Linked DNA regions of Sus scrofa: region 2 is linked to region 1. Evidence: chromatin contacts called from public HiChIP or PLAC-seq data. All regions are on one chromosome and are shown on one strand. Each heading gives the region's core, a stretch centred on a gene start, on an enhancer-like site or on the middle of the called end of the contact. The rest is flanking DNA. Distances are from core to core; before and after follow the strand shown.

Region 1 (3,626 bases), core at 1,075-3,574:
GTGGCTTAGTAGTTAATGAACCTGTCTGGTATCCATGAGAATGAGGGTTTGATCCCTGGCCTTGCTCAGTGGATTAAGGATCCGGTATTGCTGTGAGCTGTGGTGTAGGCTGCAGACATGGCTTGGATCCTGTGTTGCTGTGGCTGTGATGTAGGCAGTTGTAGCTCCAATTTGAGCCCTAGCCTGAGAACCTCCATATGCCATGGCTTCGGCCCTAAAAAGACAGGAGACAAAAAAAAAAAAAAAAAAAAAAATTAGCAGAGACACAGATCTTGCATCTTTCACAAAAATTAATTCCAAATGGATCATAGAACTAATTGTAAAACACAAAATTATGAAACTTTTAGAAGAGAACTTTGGCACAAACGTAGGTGACCTTTGGTATGATTATAAATTTTTAGATACAACATCAAAGGAATGATCCATGAAAGAAATAAGTGACATACTGGACTTTGTTTTTTGTTTTTTTTTTTTGTCTTTTTGCCATTTCTTGGGCCGCTCCCACAGCATATGGAGGTTCCCAGGCTAGGGGTCCAACTGGAGCTGTAACTGCCAGCCTACGCCAGAGCCACAGCAATGCAGGATCCGAGCTGCCTCTGCGACCTACACCACAGCTCACGGCAACTCCGGATTGTTAACCCACTGAACAAGGGCAGGGATCGAACCCGAAACCTCATGGTTAGTTGGGTTTGTTAACCACTGAGCCACTATGGGAACTCCAGTTTTTTTTTTTTTTTTTTTTTTTTTTTTTTTTCTTTTAATGGCTTCACCTGCAGCTGATTGAAGTTCACAAGCCAGGGATGGAATCCTAGCTGCAACTGTGACCTACTATGCAGCTGCAGCAATGCTGGCTCTTTAAGCCACTGTTCTGGGTTGGGAATCAAACTGACAGCCTTAGCAGATACTCTGGCTGCTGCAGAGACAATGCCGGGTCCTTAACCTGCTGTGCTACATCAGGAACTCCAGTTGCTTGTTTGTTTAAATCACTTTGGTTTTGGGGAGAATGCACTACAGGGATCCCAGCTGGAGACAGGCACAATGATTTGGAGATTACTGGAGAAATTCTGATGAGAAAGGGTGACTGCACCATTGGTGGCAATGGGAATGGAGAAGAGTGGACAGATTTGAGAATTAGTAGGTAAATTAATTAGTAGGTAAGTGCATATTGGTGCCTACAGGGAATGAGGAAGGTTGGGCCCCCCTCATATTTATGTTTGGACCAATGGTGGTGACTCTGACAGGAAAAAGAGCAGGCTTATGGGTGAACAGAAGGTCTGACCTGAATTTATGGGTGTGAGGTGACCGAGTGGGGATGTTCGGAAGACTTTTGGCTACGTTGGTCTGAAGATTGGAAGAGAGGTTTGGCATTGGAAGCCATCTGTGTCCATATGGTAAGATGGCATAGGTGGCACTCCTTTTTTCCTCAGGATCTTTGTTCCGTATCTGCAGTGGATGTACCATATGCTGCACGTTGGGGATACAACGGTGAACAAGAAGACTGGGTTTCTGGAGTTCCTGTCATGGTGCAGCAGAAAGGAATCCGACTAGGAACCATGAGGTTTTGGGTTTGATCCCTGGCCTTGCTAAGTGGGTTAAGGATCCGGTGTTGCCCGTGAGCTGTGGTGTAGGTCGCAGACACAGCTTAGATCTGGTGTTGCTGTGGCTGTGGTGTAGACTGGCGAAACAGCTCCAATTCGACCCCTAGCCTGGGAACCTCCACCAGCGGCCTAAAAAAAAAAAAAAAGACTGAATTTCTGCTCTCAAGTGTCTTAATCTATAAAATTAAAATGATCTATAAAATCAAAATAATAGTGATATTAAGAGAGATGAGTTGGAAGTTCCTGTTGTGGCTCAGCAGCAAGACGTCCGACTAGTATCCAGGAGGATCCATGAGGACGCGGATTCCATCCATCCCTGGCCTCACTCAGTGTATTTCCGATCCTGCGTTGCTTGAGCTGTGGTGTAGGTCGCAGACACGGCTTGGATCCTGCGATGCTGTGGCTGTGGTGTAGGCCCAGGGAACTTCCATATACCGCAGGTGCGGCCCTAAAATGCAAAAAAAGAAAAAAGAAAAAAAAAAGAAAGAGAGAGAGAGCTGAGTTGAATTCCGTTCTCGTTCCCAGAGCAGAAAAAGATACTTGCATACTTTAGCTTTTATAACCTGTTCGGGCTGGGTCTTTTGCGCAGGCGCCCTGGACTGCCCTGGGGGCAGGGGGTGGGGCGGGCCTGAACCGAGAGCTCTGCCCCGGGGCCTGGGCCCGGGAGGGTGGAGGGAGTGGGCTGCCCTGACGTCATCAAGCTGCGCGGCCCGCAGGGCGGGACCCAGAGCGCGACAGCGCGGCCGGCAGATCCGGGCGGGCTTGTGGGGAAGCGAAACTGAGGGAGGAGGCGGCTCTGGCAGCGGCAGGGCCAGGCCTGGTGGCGGCGGCATCGGCGGCCTGATTCCCCCCTCTCCGCTCCTTGGCAGCTCGCCCTCTTCCCTCAGCGTGAGTGCCGACGCGCGGCCCGGGGGGAGCGAGCGGGCGGGCGCGCGGGCTCAGCATCCACTCCTCTGCCGCTGCCTCGGCCCCCCCACCGGCGGTCGTGACCCTCACCGCCCCCTCTCTCTCCTCTCCTCCCTTATACCCTTTCCCCCCGCGCCCTCTCCCCAATTCTCCAGCTCCGCGCAGCCCGAGCTGCTGCTGACAAACGTCTTGCGCACACATTCACACACTCACGTTATCTACAAATGAAGACTGGCCCGGGGTTTATGGGAGCTCTTCTCTTACCCGTATGAATAGGGATGGCAGTGCAAAACCGAGGCCCGGGGAGGGAAGACTGGAGAGGGAATTTGAACCCTTAACCTTGGGGAGCAGCAGGTAGAACCAGGCCTTCTGCCTTCCACGTAGAAGTTCCCTGCCAGGACACATTCTTTTGCCCTGTGTAGGTCACTTGAGCTGGGCACTGGTTAGCTGTGTGGCCTTACCCTCTCGGGCCTCAGTTTTTTTTTGTAGTGGAAAAGGGGAAGGTTGGGTGAGGTGATTTAGGAAGGCCCAAATCTATGGTGGTTTGGGAGGAGCATCAGTCTCCTGCTTTTCGCACACTGCTTCTCCTTTCCTTTCACCCACCTAAACCCAGTTACTGAGTGCTTCCAGTCTCCCGCAGAGTCGCTAAGAATCAGAAGGCCAGTTTTTGCTTAAGTTATAGGCCTTTTGGGGGGCCTTTTTTTTGGGTGGGGGGGAATTTAAGACCGCCCTTTAAAGTGAAATGTGGCGCAGCCTGGTTTTGCTTTCTGTTTATTCAACGGTCTCCCGTTCTTTCTACTGGCCCAGGGTAGCTCCTGCCTGTCCCTAGTAAGAGGCTGCCTCCTTAGGAAGGATGAGATTTTTTTTTGTTGGGTTAGCCGACTCATCCTTGAGCTGGAGAGAAGTGAAAGGTGATTCATGTTTGAATCATGAAGGGATCAGTGGTATCTTTGGATCTCATCACTCTCTCGCTGCTGTGACCCATGCACCTCTCCTCTACCAAGGAATTGCAGCCCAGGTGGTCACCCACCTGTTTTGAGTACTTTCTCTTTTCTGAGTTCTCTTACAGCAAACAGTAGAGTGTAAACCACACTGTATTCACTTCTACTTTTGCTTTTTCTT
Region 2 (4,143 bases), core at 560-3,059, 380 kb after region 1:
AAGTTTCAGCTGGTTTTTGTACTAAGTGTGACTTTTATCCGATTAGCTCTTCTGTTTGACAAACATGGATCGAGTATGTTTCAATCCCACTCTGGGAATCCACGAATCCACAGAGCAGGCACAAACAGAATGGTGTATATAGAAATAAAATAGTAACATTTGGTAATAAAATTAATCTAGGTAATACCCTTTAAGGCTCTGGTACCCCCCTTGGGTTGTGGGTACATTAACAGCTATTTCTCAGAGATAGTCCTTTTGGAGGTAGGTTTTGTGAGAAGAGACAAGACATGTAAATTTCCTGGTCCTATAATGGAGACTATGTGGGCAGAGGAATGAGGGACCAATTCTGCCTTGTCAGTGTGTGGAAGGCATTGAAGAGGAGACAAGCAATGAATGGGCAGTAGAAGGGTGCTGGGAACCAGAGGAAGGGGCAGAGGACAATACAAGGGACAGAACCTTAGGCAATGTCTTATAAATACTGGGTACTCAATAAATGCTTGCTAATTGGAATAACTGGCAAACAGACAGGAATGCAAGCTGTTTGAAAGATGACAATCATGTTTGACACAAAATTTTCCTTTCGGTTTTAGGGTTTCTTTTTCCACAGACAAAAGAGTCACCAAGATGCCAGTAGAGAGAGTGCTACTTAATCTTTGTTAAACTCAAAGACTGCAAACCTTGCATGAATGTGGCAATTTTATGTCAGCTTAAGAGAAGATTTAAGGAAATATGAGTCCAATGAGAGCTAGGTGTATTGTATGAGTTCATTCATTCTATAGGTTTTTGACAGAAACATTTATTGAAGGCTTAGGAAAATCCACAAAGCTGAAACTAAATATTGCTCAAAATAAATCAGCATTCACATTTGGGGGTGCTTTGGTTTTAAGTGGTTTGATCTCTGCAATTGCTGTCTTCATCATCAACAGCCTCTTTAGGAGGATGCTAACTAAATGTGTTCCTTGCTCCTCAGAGGCCAAAAGAAGCAACAACATTTAATAAATCAACAGAACATGCACAAACAGAATGGTATAAAAAGAAATAACATTTGATAATAAAGTTCATGTAAGGCTCTCTTACTCCTGCCAGGTCGGGGGAACACCGCAGCTATTTCTAAGAGCCATAAGGGCCTCAGCTGTGGATCACCTTTCCAGGAAGTCTGGTGGAAGTTTCCTCCTCCTTGAATTTAGTCATCAACAACTGCCTTCTGTTCATAATTGGTTGGAGGTCAGTATAAGTTCCGGATCAAAGACAAGGAACGCTAAAGGACTCATTTTCTTAGTGGCTCAAACTTTTTGATCACTTAATTGCCATCACTGACTCGGCCATAGCTCCTCTCTAAAAATCAAAACGTCCACTCCAGGAAGAACAGAGGTTCTTCTAGTCTAGGCACAGGGAGTGGACTTGTGTCTCTGAGGTTGGGGACGCCGATGGGGTTAGAGGCACAGAACATGACTAAGACAACCACCCTCCCACCCCTTGCCATTGCTGCTGCAAAGAAGGAGGGTTATATTTCCCAGAAGTTCATTACTGCCAAAGGGTGACCAGTTCCCTGGGTGAGTTGGGTGTGGCAGGACTGGGAAGAGAGATTTCCAGGGGTTAGCAGTTGGTGGAGAAATGTTCCCCAGTATCTCCCAGGTCCAAGAGCGAAGAGTTAGTGGGCCTCTCAGGCAGCCGAAGACCCAGGCAACCCCCGGCCGACCGAGACTCACTTCCGGGTTTGGAAGCGCTCCTCCAGGCCCCTCCCCATACTGGGTTACGGGTGTCTCCGGGCGCATGCGCAGCGCTCAGGCGCCGCTCTGGGACTGGCCCAACTTACCTAAACAACTAATCTGCTCCTCCCCCTCTCGCTTGGGGCGTACCATTCGCGTTTGGGGGAAAGCAACGTGCCCCAGAGTACTCAGAAGCCTGCTCCCCTTTTTCACACGAGGGGAAGGTAAGTTTGCCTCAGATTCTAAAAGTTCCAACATAAGAAAGCCTCAAAAACCCGTCGCCGAGTGTTAGCTCAACGGTCTCGGCTTTGCCCACGGCCCAGTTCTCTTCCTTTGAGGCGCTGAACAAAGTGGCACGCCCGGATCCCAGCTGATCAGCTGCTGGGCTTTGGCGGCGGCTCCCCCGGGCGAGACCATTGTGACTCCTTGGGAGGGGTGCGTGAGGAGGGGAGGGGGCGGAGCGGCCATTGTCCGGTCAGCGCAGCCTCCGGGGGAGGGGAGGGTGTTACGGAGCGAGCGCGGCCGGGGGTTTCACAGCGGCCGCTGCTACGCCAGAGCCGGCGGGGGCCTCAGATCCTTGCCAGCGCCGCCGCACGGGACATCGCTCTGGCTGGAAGCGGCGGTGGGAGCTACCGAGGGCGCCGGGTCTTCCCTCCTCTCCCGCGGTCCTCGGTTCACCCGCACGCCCCACCTCCTCAGCTCCCCTCCCTCTGCTCTCCGCGCCTCCCCCAGCCCCCCCGTCTCCGTAGGTCGAGTGGTGCGGCCCGCCTCCAGCTGACCGGCCTGGAATCCCGGCTCGGAGCCCCGGACTCGCGCCCGCCCGCGCGCCCGCTCCCTCCCCCTCCCCCCGCCCCGAGCCCCCCGACGCCGCCGCCGCCGCCGCCTCCTTCTAGCGGGGCCCAGGCCCAGCCGCTGCCACCGTCGCCGAGCTCCGACGCCGCCGCCGCCGCCGCCGAGCACCATGGGAGACGCCGGGAGCGAGCGCAGCAAAGCGCCCAGCCTGCCGCCTCGCTGTCCCTGCGGCTTCTGGGGGTAAGTGCCCAGGCTGGGTGGGGGTGGGGGCGGGGGCCCAGGCGCTGGCGCCGGGGCTGCCTGGTCAGGCCTCGGGGCCCTGGGAGGCCGGAACCCTGGGGACTGGGCCCAGGCCGGGCCTTCGGGGAGGGGGCAGGGGCCGCGTCCTGAGGGAGGGTGCGGCGTGGGGAGCTGGGGGTGGGCAGAGGAGGCCCTGCCCGAGGTGTGCTGCCACCCTCGGGACTGCCTGCCGGAGACTTGGGCCGAAAGGGGCCGCCCGGGCCTGGTAAGGGGGCAGGGCTGCGGGCAGCGATGAGGGGGCGGTGTTGGCACCTCCGGGTGGAGCTGAGGTGCCCCCTTCTCTTGGCTTGTGAAGGCCAGCCCTTCCTCCCCTCTTTGGTAGGAGTTGGTGCCCAGGCAGTAGGAGGGTATTTCCTCTGACTTTTTCACCTCCCCTGCTCCCTGTCCCCCAGAGACTTGCATCATCACTTCCTAAATTATATCCCAGTGCCCCATTTGCTTTTAGGAAGCTGTTCACACGTCACCCATTTTTACAAGTCAGGCCCAGAACCCAGGCTAGGGTAAAGTTATAAGACTGTCGAGGTCTCACCTTTATTTAAAGCACGTTTCAGAAGATCTGTAATATTTCCTTGTCAAAAAAACTCAAGTCAGCTGGCTTAAGAACGTGAGAGCCAATTAGCTCAATTGGGTCAAATTTTCCTTCTTTCCTCACTTTTTTTTTTTTAATTCATGATAAAAGTATCCGCCTTGGCCAGCCTGTGTTATTACTTGGCCATCCTGTGTTAAGAGTGAAAATATATGAGATGGGAAATCAACTTTCCCACCTGTAGTTAGAGTTTAAATTCTCCTTGTAACATTTGGAGAGTTTTTATGGATTGCCACCCGTCTTACCTAACAGGTGCTTGCATCATACCTTTTGACTCTAGATCTGTTGTAAGGAAACAGGAGACTTTGAAGGCCGACTTGTGAGGTTTAGTCCTCTGTTTTGTTTTTACTTTCCAAAGATAACCTTGTATTTGGAAGTGCTTAGAGGCAGTAAGGAACTGATTATTTCTGGTGAGGACATCTTGGGAAGATGTATTGAAGTATTTTATCTCTGCTGTTTCTCACATCCTGGGAACTCTTGAGGTAGAAATTAAAGCTATGATTTTTGGGAGTGCAGAGCAAGATTAGAAAGTGGGTCTTGATATAGATTTTTGTGCAGTTTATCCTATCCAAAAATTATGACCAAAAAATCAGTTCTGACCTTCTCATCCTTCTGCCTTTACTTTCTTAAAAATTTCTCAGTGAAAGGACATTAGTTAAAAATAAGTTATGGCATTACCAAAAGTTCTGAAGATGTGAAAGTATCTTAGGTTTTATAGTCTACTTTTTGATTTGAAAATAGTAATTGTGTTGTCTG

The links. HiChIP or PLAC-seq counts read pairs in DNA pulled down with a chosen protein or histone mark.
Region 2: a contact with region 1 is called in an H3K27ac HiChIP or PLAC-seq map of alveolar macrophages. The contact joins the promoter of ZFAND3 here to the promoter of CMTR1 in region 1. A contact is called at or near these places in 1 of 5 promoter capture datasets (liver) and 1 of 2 datasets of contacts at active chromatin or transcription factors (alveolar macrophages).

Annotation. Positions count from the first base shown.
Region 1 is chr7:32,998,175-33,001,800 of Sscrofa11.1, forward strand. CMTR1 (cap-specific mRNA (nucleoside-2'-O-)-methyltransferase 1) reads left to right here and starts at 2,325. Exons shown (of 25, transcript XM_001924210.5): 1 at 2,325-2,486.
Region 2 is chr7:33,376,421-33,380,563 of Sscrofa11.1, forward strand. ZFAND3 (AN1-type zinc finger protein 3) reads left to right here and starts at 1,810. Exons shown (of 7, transcript XM_021099854.1): 1 at 1,810-1,933; 2 at 2,442-2,741. The coding sequence starts at 2,671.